2 separate regions of the Triticum aestivum genome follow, and region 1 is linked to region 2. A link is a contact called in public Hi-C data. All regions are on one chromosome and are shown on one strand. Each heading gives the region's core, a stretch centred on a gene start, on an enhancer-like site or on the middle of the called end of the contact. The rest is flanking DNA. Distances are from core to core; before and after follow the strand shown.

Region 1 (6,757 bases), core at 378-2,877, 280 kb after region 2:
ATCGTAAGCAAGACCCTCGCGAGGGCCCATGCCTCGCGAGGCGAACGACACCAAGGCCTCCCGAGGAGCGGAGATCTCTATGCAAGCACCTCACCTTACGAGGCGCGCAATGACGTGAGCCATGACGACCAAGGCCAGGTGGGCGCCAGTGGGCGCAGAAGAGGACAATTTCCTCTTTGGTGCTAAGAAGGCAAGGACGTACAAGGGTTTCCAAGGAATCCCCCAAAGGTTTCTATTCCAGTGCAACAAGATCAAGACCACGAGCTCGGTAGGCCGGATGTCATCGCCGAGCCCATCACTGCGCCACGACCAGAAGCTTTGTAGGCGAAGACCACCTTTCGTCAGGATAAGATATACTCTTATCCCCTTTCAAACTGATCATTGTGAAATCCCTTCCCGCCTAAGCTATGTGGAAAGAGGACCAATGCCACTGTAAAGATAGGGTAGACTCCATCGTGGAGGGGGATCGAATCCTTTGGCCATCCAACCCTTCGGCCATTAAGCTCTTCCGAGGCAGCTCACCCTTGTACTAGTTCATGCTCATTCTCCTCGTGAGGCAATCCACCACAAAGCAAGAGTAGAATTTACACCACAAGGTAGCCTGAACCTAGGTAAACTGATGTGTCCACTTCTTCTTCCCGCTCGCTCTAACCCGACGAGGCCAAGCCATGAGGCAGTGAGCTTGGGGCCGTAGCTAGGCTAGATCTTTCATACATGCCCCAGGGTTTGAACCTCGTTTGGGTCCGCGGAGCCCCGATTCCAACAATACTAGCCGTAAAATGCAAGGCAATTATTTTCTTGATTTTCTCCTTCTTATTTATTGGGTGCATGATACCTAATTAGAACGAGATAATCGCACATGCTCCAGCGTTGGTTGTCATTAATTACTAAACTTTTTTTGAAACTCATTAATTACCTGTGCACCTTCGACATGATCCAACCGTCTACCTACGCCCTAACGCAAAACATCCTTGACGAAGCTAGGCTGGGCTTCGGCTGTTGCCAAAGGGCTGGCCAAATTCACTTTTGATCCATCTTGAGTTTTGTATTTTCCTATCCTTGCTAGCATAACCATTCTCTATCCCTGGTCGTGCCTAGCCATTGTAACTCTATTCAATCTATCAATGCAATGATATACAATTTATGTATTCACAAAAATTAAGAGAATTAGTATTCACGGAAGTAACTCCATAAATGATGCATGCATCTTTTATTATTTACATGGACTACGACCAAATTCCAAGACCTATGGCGTCTCACCTAAACGTCAGAATTTATGGCATTTGAACTTTGTCACGTCAGCGCCATGTCTGCAAGTGTGAGCCAGTGTGAAACACCGAGGACCATGGCGTCTTCTGTGTGAACCAGACGCCAAGGATGTTGGGGTGATAAAAAAAGTCAGAAACGAAATTCTTTTCAAAATGGGGCCAATTCGTGATTTAGTAGTTCGTCAAAAAATTCAGAGGAAGAATTTCGTCCGCTTTAATCCCCTTTCGCCTTTCCCCGCTCGCGTCTTCTCGAAAGCGCCAGCCCAGCACAGCAGAGACAGCCAACCCGATCCCAGATTTACTACCGAGTAGTAGTACTACTAGTATACAGGAGTATTTCTCAAAAAAAGAGAGGAAAAACTAGTATACCGGAGTAACTCCAAATCAAATCCATCTCCAGCTGCAGCAAAACAAAAACAAAGGGCAGCAGCTGCCGAGCGAGCAAACAACCACCAGCTCACTCGCGCACGCATCCCAGATCAGAGATCCCATCTCCTCATGGCCACCGCCGCCACCGCCTCCGCCCCGGCCTCCGCCTCCACCTCCGCCGCCTGCGACGCCCCCTCTGCTTCCTCCTCCTGCCCCGCCGCCGTCTGCCTCGTCCCCTTCAGGTACGCTCGCTCTCTCACGCTCAACCTCCTCGCTGAAACCCCGCAAGCAGGGGTAACAATGTGCTGCTGCTGCTGCTGCACAGGTGGTGGGCGGGGGTGCGGGAGGAGGCGGCAGAGGAGGGCGGGGTCCGCTACGCAGCCACGCCGGCGGCCTCACCCTCATATTATGGCCTCAGGCTCCTCCACAGCTTCCTGCACCCGGATCTCGTGCTGCGCCTCGACCGCGGGGAGTGCCGCGCCAGCGCAACCTCAGGAGGGAGCCGCAGCTACGCACTCGTCCCGGCGGACGAGCTCTCGCGGGCGCTCGCCAGGTCAGTCGGCGTCACTCCGCATCCTCGTTTACTCCTCGTTTTTGTCTTGTGTAACAACTTGGATGCAATAATGCTCGAGGGTGAGAATCTAGAATGGTGGTGCAATCGCATGAGCTGGCTTGTTGGTAGATTCAGCTCTAGTAGTAATGCGGTGATAATGGTAACACGTGAGTCTCATGTGCTGACTATTTTGAATTCCGATCAAGTGCTTACGCTTTTAACTTAGGGCATTCAGTTAATTGGACTTCCTCTTATTGGTTAATTCGGTCACATAAACAATACTATGGATTTTCAGGGTTGAAGCCTAATTACTCAACCAAAAAATTGGAATTTTCTTTTTTTTGTTTCCTTTCAGTAAATATTCATTTTTCAATAAATTTACAGTAGATAAACCACCTACTGTTTCCCTACAAAGCTGAAGCACCTAATAAACTGATGTATTTAGGTTCAGTTTTCCAGGTTGTTAAGTGGCTGAAATGTAACCCTTTATTTTTTTCTTAAAGCAAAAACATACTTTTTTGTACATGTACATATAGTTGTGCAGTATGTATATAGAAATTTTCATAAATATATAGTTTTATCTGTGGTTTACACAAAAAAACAAATACATGGATCAAACAAATATGTTACCTTTTGCCGTTTTAGAGGCATAGATTTGTCTGTCTATGTAGACTACAAATTAACATATTATTCAATAGAAGTTAACAGATACGTAGAATACATACACACAAAAGGGCAGCCCGGTGCATGTACCTCCCGCTTGCGCATGGCCCGGGTTCGACCACTTTGGGTCCTTTGTACACAGCCTTTCCCTACATTTCTGCAAGAGGTTGTTTCTGTTAAGCTTCATGCACTAGGCAATGCAACCAAAAGTCCGAACTAACCTTAGGCCCTGATACCATGTTAAGCTTCATGCACTAGCCAACGCAACCATAAGTCCGAATTGATGGAAAGGGCTAGGCAATCCACGTATACACTTCAACACCCCTCTCAAGTGTGATGCGGGAAGTCAACACGTGAATAGACTCAAAAGGTATGGCTCAAGAGGCCTATACGTGGACACAAAGAGGGGCAACAACAATTTTTTGATAAATTGCGAAAGCTTGGCCTTGAAAGACCATAGGCCTTGATACCATGTTAAGCTTCATGCACTAGCCAACACAACCAAAAGTCCGAACTAATGGAAAGGGCTAGGCAATCCACATATAAACTTCAACAGTTTCCAGGACTCGAACCCGTGACCTCATGGTCACAAGGCAACAGCTTTACCGTGCTCCCCTTCACACACACACACATGCACGCCCGCGCGCGCACCCACCCACACGCATAAGCGCACGCGCACACACACACACACATCCTTGAAAAGTATTGATTACCATTTTCGTATTTTTGAAAATATAGTAGAGCCCGCGAGCCAAATTGCCGCTCTCTTCGCTATTAACATGCCATGCTTGCTACTCCTGAGGTGCTTGTCTTCCTGGTAGCATGAATGTTCAAACTGAGCTAAACAGACTAAGAGCAACTCTAGCAGATCCCCTATCCTAAAATTTCAAATTCTTCTCCCTGACCCATTTGCCTATTTTTTAGGGAATTCATTGTTGTGCAGCTAGCAGATCCCCTATAAATTATTTCCCTAAAAAAATTTGAACACAATTTTATCACACAAATTCATTTCAAACACATGTTTAAACCACTTTGTTCCATAATTAACAACAACACTATATTCTACCATACTAGAGTAGTTAATTTACCTAGTACATACTACTTCATCGCCATTAAACTAGCTAGATTCATCAGGACATATAGATAAATTCTACTTCTAGTCTTCTACTCCTCATCGGAGGAGGTGTTCATCACCCCCACACCGGAGGGACCGGCCTCCTCGTCGTTGGCGGCTGGCCAAATGCATGCGCTGTCCAATGACGCGAAGATCGCGTGGTTGTTGGCGACGATCTTCGGATTCGCCATGAGTGCCTCCACGGTTAAGGCATTGGCACGCTCTGCGTCAAGTTGCGCCTCGACATAGCACCAGCGACGCTCCTCCGCCATCTCAGCAAAGCGGGGGTGCTGCTCATCCACCTCCTTGGCTAGCGCTCATCGTTTGGAAGTGGATGCCGTCGCCCCTGGCCGCCGCACCCACCACCTTGAAGCGGCCACCGGCGAATCCGGCAGCCAGGTCTACCGCCACCCGCTTCTCCTCCTCTGAGATCGTGTCTGGAGAGCTCGGAGGCTCACCGGTGGCGATACGTGCTCGGTGACGCTCGTATTAACTCTTCTATTCATGACCTTGCTCTAAGTCTAGAACTTAAGGTTGCTAACTGTGATATGCTGATGAGTTCGGCGCCCCCTCCATGCGTAAGTTTGTTTTGGGTTGCTATTATAAAATCCTTTTCTCCCAAGCATGGATGCAATAAACCTTGTGTAGACACTAGATAGCCATGTATAAATGACGTGCTCTGCATCCTATTTGACCTACATATTTCATTTTTAGTAAGTAGCATAAGTATGAAGTATCATCTGTGTATTGTCCAATGGAGCCCGTTGCTCTATAGGAAATCTTGTCTGACTACATTTTTTTTTCACAAAAAGGTGGTGCAGAATACACATGGGCTCACCGTAAAACCTTCTGGTCTGCAGTTTTCATTCAATCACTGGGAGCAATTCATTTTAAAACCTCTTTATTAATGATAGCCCTCTTTGTCAATTAGGGGCCTTGTTGGCCTCAATATGATCAATAATTTTGATGAGGATCCTTGATGTTTTATGTTTTTTTAGGAACATAGCTATTACTCATCCATGTTTCTGTATCCAGGTTCATGTTTGGGATTTTTCATTATAGATAGATAGGGCAATATGAAGGGAGCCTTGGCCCAGTGGTAAAGCTTCTGCCTTGTGACCATGAGGTCATGGGTTCAAGTCCTGGAAACAGCCTCTTACAGAAATGAAGGGAAAGGCTGTGTACAATAGACCCAAAGTGGTTGGACCCTTCCCCGGACCCTGCGCAAGCAGGAGCTACATGCACTGGGCTGCCCTTTTTTTTAATAGATAGGACAATATCTCCTTAACAGCATAACTGGATTGCGAGTCCATCTTTTTGGGACCATTCTGCATCAGGAGAGCATTTTGTACATTGGACTTAACCAATTGATATGGAAGTGTCTAATATTTCACTTTTCACCTGCTCACCCAAAGTTAGGTTAGCTAGCCCCTGCTCATAGATTGATTTTGGCACGTGCCATTTCTATTTGCTCTCAAACCTGGACTCGCCTTCCATTGATGACTCTGTAGTTTATACATGATTAGTGGCTCAGTGCGTAGAATTTCCTCATATATACATGTCTGTAGCTAATGCCTACACACTTCCCATAACTGAGGTGCAATGCTTGCATTTGTGTTCCGTACTGTTGTATTGCTTGTGTCATACTTCTTATTCATGAAGTTATTTATAGTTGGATGCCAAAGCTAACTCTCATATTGACCATGCTATTAATTGGCGAAGTATCCAGTGAAAATGGCTTTTCAGTGAAAACCTGAAAATTCCTTCGTTGGCCGTCAGATCTATAATGGACGCCATGGATCAAAGGAGGGATCTCTCGGCATCCACTTAAACGCCATTAACAGATAACCCCTAGGGATTGCCTTACCCAACTCCGACCTAACTCACCCACGTCCATGGGCCGTCGGGAACGCCACGACGGCTCCGAGACTCCCCGCAGCGGCCACAACCGTCAGAGACGAGGTCGTGCGCCGCGTCAGAGCTCCCTTTCCTCGGCGGGTAGGGCTCCCGAGGACGCCGCCGGGCGGTGGGGGGAAGACGAGGATATCCGCGGTGTCCGAACAGGCAGCTTCGCCGACGACGCAGACCGTGTGACAGGGGAGTGAATTGCGAAGGTGACACGCACGCCGGTCGCACCAACCGTGGGGATGAAGTACAGCGGCGCTGTGCTACCAGGGCCACCAAGCTGCTGCGTCGGGTGACGGTAGGTGTGACCTGCAGTAGCCGCGTCCATTACAGTGGCGTCTGGATGCGTCGACCTCGAGCGGCAACACGGCGGACACGGGCTGCCCCCATGCTACGTAGTTCTCTGAAGAATTGTACCTCACTTTCCAATTTCTCTACGAAACATTCAGCACAGCCTCTGTTCTCTGAAGAATTGTAGTACATGAAATGTTGAAGCTTGTGCACTGATATTTGCTAATCTGTTAGTGCTGGACCTGTGCAACTCCCCTGTACTTTTTGAAGATGTTCGTTCGGTGGTGATGAACAAATTGAAAAACCTGAAGCATCTTGTTGTACACACTGATTGTTTGGTGGTGATGATCATCAAATATGCACTGTACAGTACATGTACCATTGCATGAGCATCTCATAGTCTAATTTGCTAGGACACCTAGCGCTGATGGGGATATGTTTTGTCTGCAGAAATCGCTGTACGCTTGAGCAGCAATCTATTTTTCTATGTAATGCGCCATTAACCTTAGAGTACGAGCTGGTGAACGCTGCCTAGTGATTGATCTATGTCTTCTCTTGCATATATAGCTCTTGTCCGTTGGATGTGGTGGTCGT
Region 2 (6,949 bases), core at 724-3,223:
AAGAAAAAAAAACACCGATGTAGGCCGTCCGGTAGTTATGTCATCATATGAAAATAGGAATCACCTATCATTTGATCCAACAGGGCAGTTAGATGAAGTATTATTGTGCACTAGTATGTTGGCAGATGCTTCTTCCATGGCATCCACAGGAGCAGACATTATAGCAGGAGAATGCTCACTGTCCCCTACTTGTGGTGAATCTGAAGAAATGGGGTCACTAGAGGTAGTTTCAGTTGTCGAAAATACTACAATTTGTGTGCGACCGTGTGGTCCTGATCTTCCGCGGTGGCCTTCCCTTCTACCATGGCGGTGCGACCTACGTGTCACGGCAGCAGCGGCCAGGTGTTGCACGAGACGTTCTTCAAGCTCAGCATCATCTGTATCAACTGGTACCTGGGAGAAATAGCAGCATCAGCAGCAGTACAGGCATTGGGTGGATCGAGACATGGCAGCAAGAAAGCAATTGGTAGAAGGGCAATGGAAATGCGAAATGACACCTCAAAATGTCCGAGCATTGGATGGCGAAAAACGGCGGTCGTGCGTGAGCGATCTGCTTGCACATTCTTCTCCTGTTCAACAGCCTCAAGGAGCTCTTGACTGTAATTCAAGAATTTAAGTGAGACTTGGCTAGAAATGTACAATTGATCTCACTCCTGGTTTACATAAGAATTTCTACCTCAGAGGGTCCTTCATGCTGATTGCCTGCCAACACATGGGACACTGGGAGCTTCTCTGGCACCTACAACATCAATTACGTTAGTACATCAGAATATATGATAAGGAGTCGCAGTCGCAACACAACGATGTGGTAAACCAATCAACCAACAGTTACAAAGAGAAATTGCAACCCTTCCGAATTACAAGTGACAGTCAATGGGTCATTGTAGTGATCAAGCTACTATATAGTACTCATCTGAAAGTTTCATCTGAGAGTTTCATCTGAAAGTTCTGAATGAGTGGCAGAAGTAAGAAATGAAGATAAATGGTGCAGAACAACAAATCCTCCGGCCAAAAAGTGCAACACAGGAAACCAATCATTCAGCATCCAAAATATAAACTGCAACTCTTGAAAATATAATGTGGCTCTCGAATCAATTCATCGATGTTTCAAATCTTACCATGAACAACCTAACAGCAGCAAACTGCATACTCGTATGATAGTTTCAGGCAATATCATTCTAAATTTCTAACGGAATGGTTACAGAACTTGACATGGTCCTCACCACTCAAGGATGCACTGGAGATGGAAATCATGCTTGCAGCTTGTAACCTGTGGCAGTTCAAAACAAGAAACCAGAACTTCAGACACGTCTACCACCGAATCGAAAGATTTCCATGGCCAATCACCATTACATCCCCAAGCGAGAGGTAGGTACCGTGGAGGGGTCGCTGTCGCAGAAGGCCTCGAGGCAGATGCTGCAGGCGTCGTCGCAGGCGTCCTGCACGCCGCCCTCCACGAAAGCCGCCGCCGACGAGAGCTTCTCCATCTTGGCTGCCTTCTCGTCCATCCCTCCCTCCCTCTCTCTCTTTTTACTAGCCTATCAAGAACCGAATCGACCGCAGGAATGGACCGCTGCCTCCCCCGCGCAATCCCTGCAACAACGCGAACGGCAAGAATTAGATATAAAATTCGCGCGGAAATCCAAGCAATCGAGGTCATTCAAAAACCAATCAAGATTGTATGAAGAAATGGAGGAAAATTCGCCCCCAAAATCGCACCTTATCCACCTAGCTAGACCCAAGATTAACAAAGCGAGAGATCGAGATCGAGTGGTTCTGACCGAGTATCCGGGCTTCTCGGATAAAAACAGCAACTCCGTGTGGAATCGTTCTCCTTTGACGGCCGCGACGACGACGACGACGGAGCACGCCTGCGCGGGGGCGACGAGGTCGACGAAGAAATGGCCGCTTTAACTCTCTTCTCTCTCTCTCCGCGTGCCCCTCGTCTGCTTCACGCCAATGACGGGTAGACCCAGATGTCGACCCGTTTTGGGGTCGCTAAAACTGGTGGGCCCGTCCTTAGTTTGTGCGGTTCCATCACTGACATGCGTGGACCGCCATACGGAGCAGGGTTGGTGGGGTACGGTGTGGTGCTAATATTATTATTTGGCTCCAGCTCTTCGATTTCACTCTGCAAGGATGTTTAAAAAAATCGTACTAAAGGATATTAATCATATTTTCCTATTTTCCTAGAGACATACAGATATCTGGAATCTATAATAATACATAAATAGTTGATCCCCACTAAGTCTAATTCTCTCAACATGCATCCCTTCACATCATCAAATATGTCAGGTCATCATCCACTAGAACTATCTTGTAGGACATGCATACGCCAATTTAATTGTTCCATCTCCAATAGTCCAACATATATGCAAAGCCTTTGTTCACATATAATTATATTCAAAAGTAATAACTTTTGATTTAGGTCATTTCATTCATATAGAATGTGTCCAAAATTAATCTTTAAGCTCCCGCAGCAACGCGCGGGGAAATCATCTAGTTTTTTTAGACACAGTACCCACTTTATTTAAGGACACAGTACCCACTTTATTTAAGGAATTTGAGATATACATGTCCTTAGATGGAGTAGTCAGCCACACTCAGTGATCAACCGTTGTTAACATATGCGATTCTATATTCACATCAACAAATGATATCATTTCGAACACCCTGCTCCTGCCAAAATCTCCTTTGTCATCTTCCTATAGTGACACATCGAACTATCACGGAGGGTATTGATGACCCAGAGGTAGTCGCTTGCAATTCTCACCTTATGGACGAGCAAAACACTTGCCAGTGAGAGCGCCTCCTAGCAGACGAGTGATTCCAAAGTCTCAAAGACTTGAATACCTTTAAAAATGGCAATCGAAGCTGCCATGATATCATCGTCAAAACATATTACGATCATCGCCGCCGCACCCTTACTATCTTGCTTGGTAAAGGCAACATCGACGTTCACTCCAATAGCCTGTTGGAGGAGGGATCCAAGATGGCGTGACCACGTCCCTTTGCCTCGCCAAGTTGTCATTCTTTGGAGATTGTAGCACGTCCAAGTCCGCCATGAAACTCCCAATGAAGCAATGTGTGGATAACAAACTCTAAAATATAGTTGTATGAATGATCTTTTGTCGAGCATCCAAATTGCCAACAAGGTTACGAACATCATTGTCAACCCAGGTTGTGGAAGTTCCTCGATCAACTCAAAAATCAAGTTAGATGCTTTGCTTGCATGTGTTAGTACCATTAGCTCGGCAACTTCCTCTGAAGCTAATGTTCGCGTGCATTTGGCCATAGTACAATCAAATAGCGAGTGTCTCCATGAGTCCAAGTCCGCAACAGCCCCACTGTAACGCATTGGCCCTATTGTTGATTTCATCATTTCCATTACTCTCTTGTTCCTTTATTTTATTCTTGCGCTCTTAGTTCTAGTCACCAAACATATATAGGAAATGAGATCCAAATAGAACTTGAAGATAAATCGTGAAGACAGATCCAATGTTGAATACAAACCAATTATGAAGATAATGCAATGTATGTGACGCCAAACAAAAATCTTCAAGAAAGATTGGTGGTGGTGTTACCCACCGTATAGAAGTACTAGAGGATATCCGGCGCGTTGCAGTGGGAAATTTGGCAATGATTTAAAGAGTTAGTAAAAATTGGGTATGGGTAATGTGTGACATTCTTTAGATTGATATTTCAGCACAAAAAAAGTAAACAGTAATCCATCTTCTCAATTTTGAGCTCATCAATCTATTGAAATTGCAAGGTACAAACTATAGCAAATTCAGATCCAGAGGCTTTGATTAATATGTCGTTGTGATTGGCAGTGAGGAGGGTAGTAGAACAACATATATCGATAACTTACAATAAGAGAATAAGGAAGAGAGCAACACCATATTTGACCACATATAATGTAAGAAAACTAACCGATAATTACGCAGACCAAACTCTTACCTAATGACTGACCTTCAAATCTAAAAGTTATAATAGGGGATGCATACCCTTGTTCCCAATAGAATACCTGCATGAAATAGGTTAAGCAGGGAATGACTACAGGTAGAACAAAACTAGATTGCTATATGACAACCTGACTTGTTGCAGATCTAGAAATAATAAAACTAAGAAATAAAATGTGTTAAGTATATTTGGAAACATATCTTTCCTACCATATGCTTTGCATGGCAAGAGAGATAGCAGGATCCTACAATCAAGAAATTGAGAAATAAACGTGGGTTCCTTTGTCCCGATTCTTTTGTTCTGAAAGATCGAAACAGAAAAACCTTAATGTGGAATCCAACATGTAGCGGCTGGAGTGCGCCCCCATCCCTTGCGTATGCGTTACCAACCCTTCCTCCCAGACACTGGCTGGGGCACTCGCACTCGGCCTCAACCATCTGCGTGTCACTGGAACGCGTCGGTGCTATACAAATGATTTTAAACCCCTTTCTGCGACGATATTTGGAACCGTCGCCTAGTGAGTGACGGCGATATGGAGGGTCCTTCCCACATGACCCAGAAACCAGCACCTCTTGCATGCGGCCCAAAATGATGTACGTTGGGAAGGGGTGATGTGTGTTTTCAATATAGAATAATGTACAATTTAGATGTGGTGCCTACCTCTCGATACAGACAACAACCATAAAGGCAAGGTAATTAAGAACGAGATACGCAGGCTTTGATGTAGGTCGAACCCAACAATCTGAGCATGTGGGAGGGAATCCTGACAACGCATGAGCTCGAGCTTTGGTTGAGTGACATGTGACGGTGACCGGCCCTAACACGAACTAGGAGGAATCCATTCATGGCCAACACATACCCCTCAGTATCGGTCAAAGGGATGATATATATACACTCGGGGAGCCCATAGATATGTGTGATGTCATAAAAAACCGCACAAGGGAGACGTGGTCAATCAGAAGACCCCGTATACACTACATGCGGCCAGAAAATATGTATGGGTACGGTGGTGTGTGATGTGTTTAAAACCCAAACGCACAACTTCGATGGACCACCAACTACATTACAAACCGAACACCGTACCTGACTCCAAGCCTGGTTCAATACGTACGATGTCAGTTTCCTCACTTCGTGGCGGCGACAGCGGGGGGGGGGGGGGGTCGTCCCACGCATGCGCTCAAACTTTATTTCGTCTAGCATGGGACAGATCTACATATATCTATACATCTATACACCTATATAGTGTGCGAATAACTTTGAAAGTTGGTCATTGGATGAAGCCAATCCGACGGTACAGAGATGGCAAATCCGAGCACTACTGGCCGTTGGATATTATCTACATTCCACCACATTTTGCCACATGTACAATCTAGAAGACTCCATGGTTGAACTTAAACATAATGCACAAACCTTAAAACACAAGCACTTCTCCTTTCTTCTCCAGAATCTTACATATCTTAATTTCCCAAACTTTTTTTTCTAAATGAATTGTCACTTTTTGTTTTTACCTTTACAATGCACAATTCAATGATTGATTTTGGATGAGATGAAATATAAGAATTAAACGAACATCTACATCATGCATATATGACTCAAACCTTTAATGAGCACTGACAATGGTAGCGGGAAAATGTGTTGGGGAACGTAGCATAAATTCAAAATTTTCCTACGTGTCACCAAGATCTATCTATGGAGTCATCTAGCAACGAGGGAGGAGTGGATCTACATACCCTTGTAGATCGCGCACGGAAGCGTTCAAGAGAACGGGGTTGATGGAGTCGTACTCGTCGTGATCCAAATCACCGATGATCCTAGCGCCGAATGGACGGCACCTTCGCGTTCAACACACGTACGGAGCAGCGACGTCTCCTCCTTCTTGATCCAGCAAGGGGAAAGGAGAGGTTGATGGAGATCCAGCAGCATGACGGCGTGGTGGTGGAAGTAGTGGGATTCCAACAGGGCTTCGCCAAGCGCTGCGGGAGGAGGGAGATGTGTCATGGGAGGGAGAGGGAGGCGCTAGGGCTTAGGTATGGTTGCCCTCCCTTCCCTCCACTATATATAGGGCCAAGGGAGAGGGGGAGGGTGCAGCCTTGCCCCTTCCTCCAAGGAAGGGTGCGGCCAAGGGGGGGGGGGGGGAGGAGTCCATCCTCCCCAAGGCACCTCGGAGGTGCCTTCCCCCTTTAGGACTCTCCCCTCCTCTTGTCCCTTTGGCGCATGGGCCTCTAGGGGCTGGTTCCCTTGGCCCATGTAGGACAAGGAGCACCCCCTACAGCCCATGTGGCCCCCCTGGGCAGGTGGCCCCACCCGGTGGACCCCCGGGACCCTTCCGGTGGTCCCGGTACAATACCGGTGACCCCGAAACTTGTCCCGATAGCCGAAACAGCACTTCCTATATATAATTCTTTACCTCCGGACCATTCCGGAACTCCTCGTCACGTCCGGGATCTCATCCGGGACTCCGAACAACTTTCGGGTTACCGCATACTAATATCTCTATAACCCTAGCGTCACCGAACCTTAAGTGTGTAGACCCTACGGGTTCGGGAGACATGCAGACATGACCGAGATGACTCTCCGGTCAATAACCAACAGCGGGATCTGGATACCCATGTTGGCTCCCACATGTTCCACGATGATCTCATCGAATGAACCACGATGTTAAGGACTTAATCAATCCCGTATACAATTCCCTTTGTCTAGCGGTACGATACTTGCCCGAGATTCGATCGTCGGTATCCCGATACCTTGTTCAATCTCGTTACCGGCAAGTCTCTTTACTCGTTTCGTAACACATCATCTCGTGATCAACTCCTTGATCACATTGTGCACATTATGATGATGTCCTACCGAGTGGGCCCAGAGATACCTCTCCGTTTACACGGAGTGACAAATCCCAGTCTCGATTCGTGCCAACCCAACAGACACTTTCGGAGATACCCGTAGTGCACCTTTATAGTCACCCAGTTACGTTGTGACGTTTGGTACA

The links. A called contact is a pair of places that touch in the nucleus more often than the background predicts.
Region 1: a contact with region 2 is called in a Hi-C map of leaf, with 4 times the contacts expected there. The contact joins the promoter of LOC123188708 here to the promoter of LOC123188707 in region 2. A contact is called at or near these places in 2 of 5 Hi-C or Micro-C datasets (both in leaf).

Annotation. Positions count from the first base shown.
Region 1 is chr2A:375,268,423-375,275,179 of IWGSC CS RefSeq v2.1, forward strand. LOC123188708 (ubiquitin carboxyl-terminal hydrolase 8) reads left to right here and starts at 1,628. Exons shown (of 12, transcript XM_044600942.1): 1 at 1,628-1,879; 2 at 1,963-2,190. The coding sequence starts at 1,767.
Region 2 is chr2A:374,984,594-374,991,542 of IWGSC CS RefSeq v2.1, forward strand. LOC123188707 (E3 ubiquitin-protein ligase RHF2A) reads right to left here and starts at 1,974. Exons shown (of 8, transcript XM_044600940.1): 1 at 1,782-1,974; 2 at 1,377-1,593; 3 at 1,224-1,270; 4 at 677-739; 5 at 498-597; 6 at 65-393. The coding sequence starts at 1,508.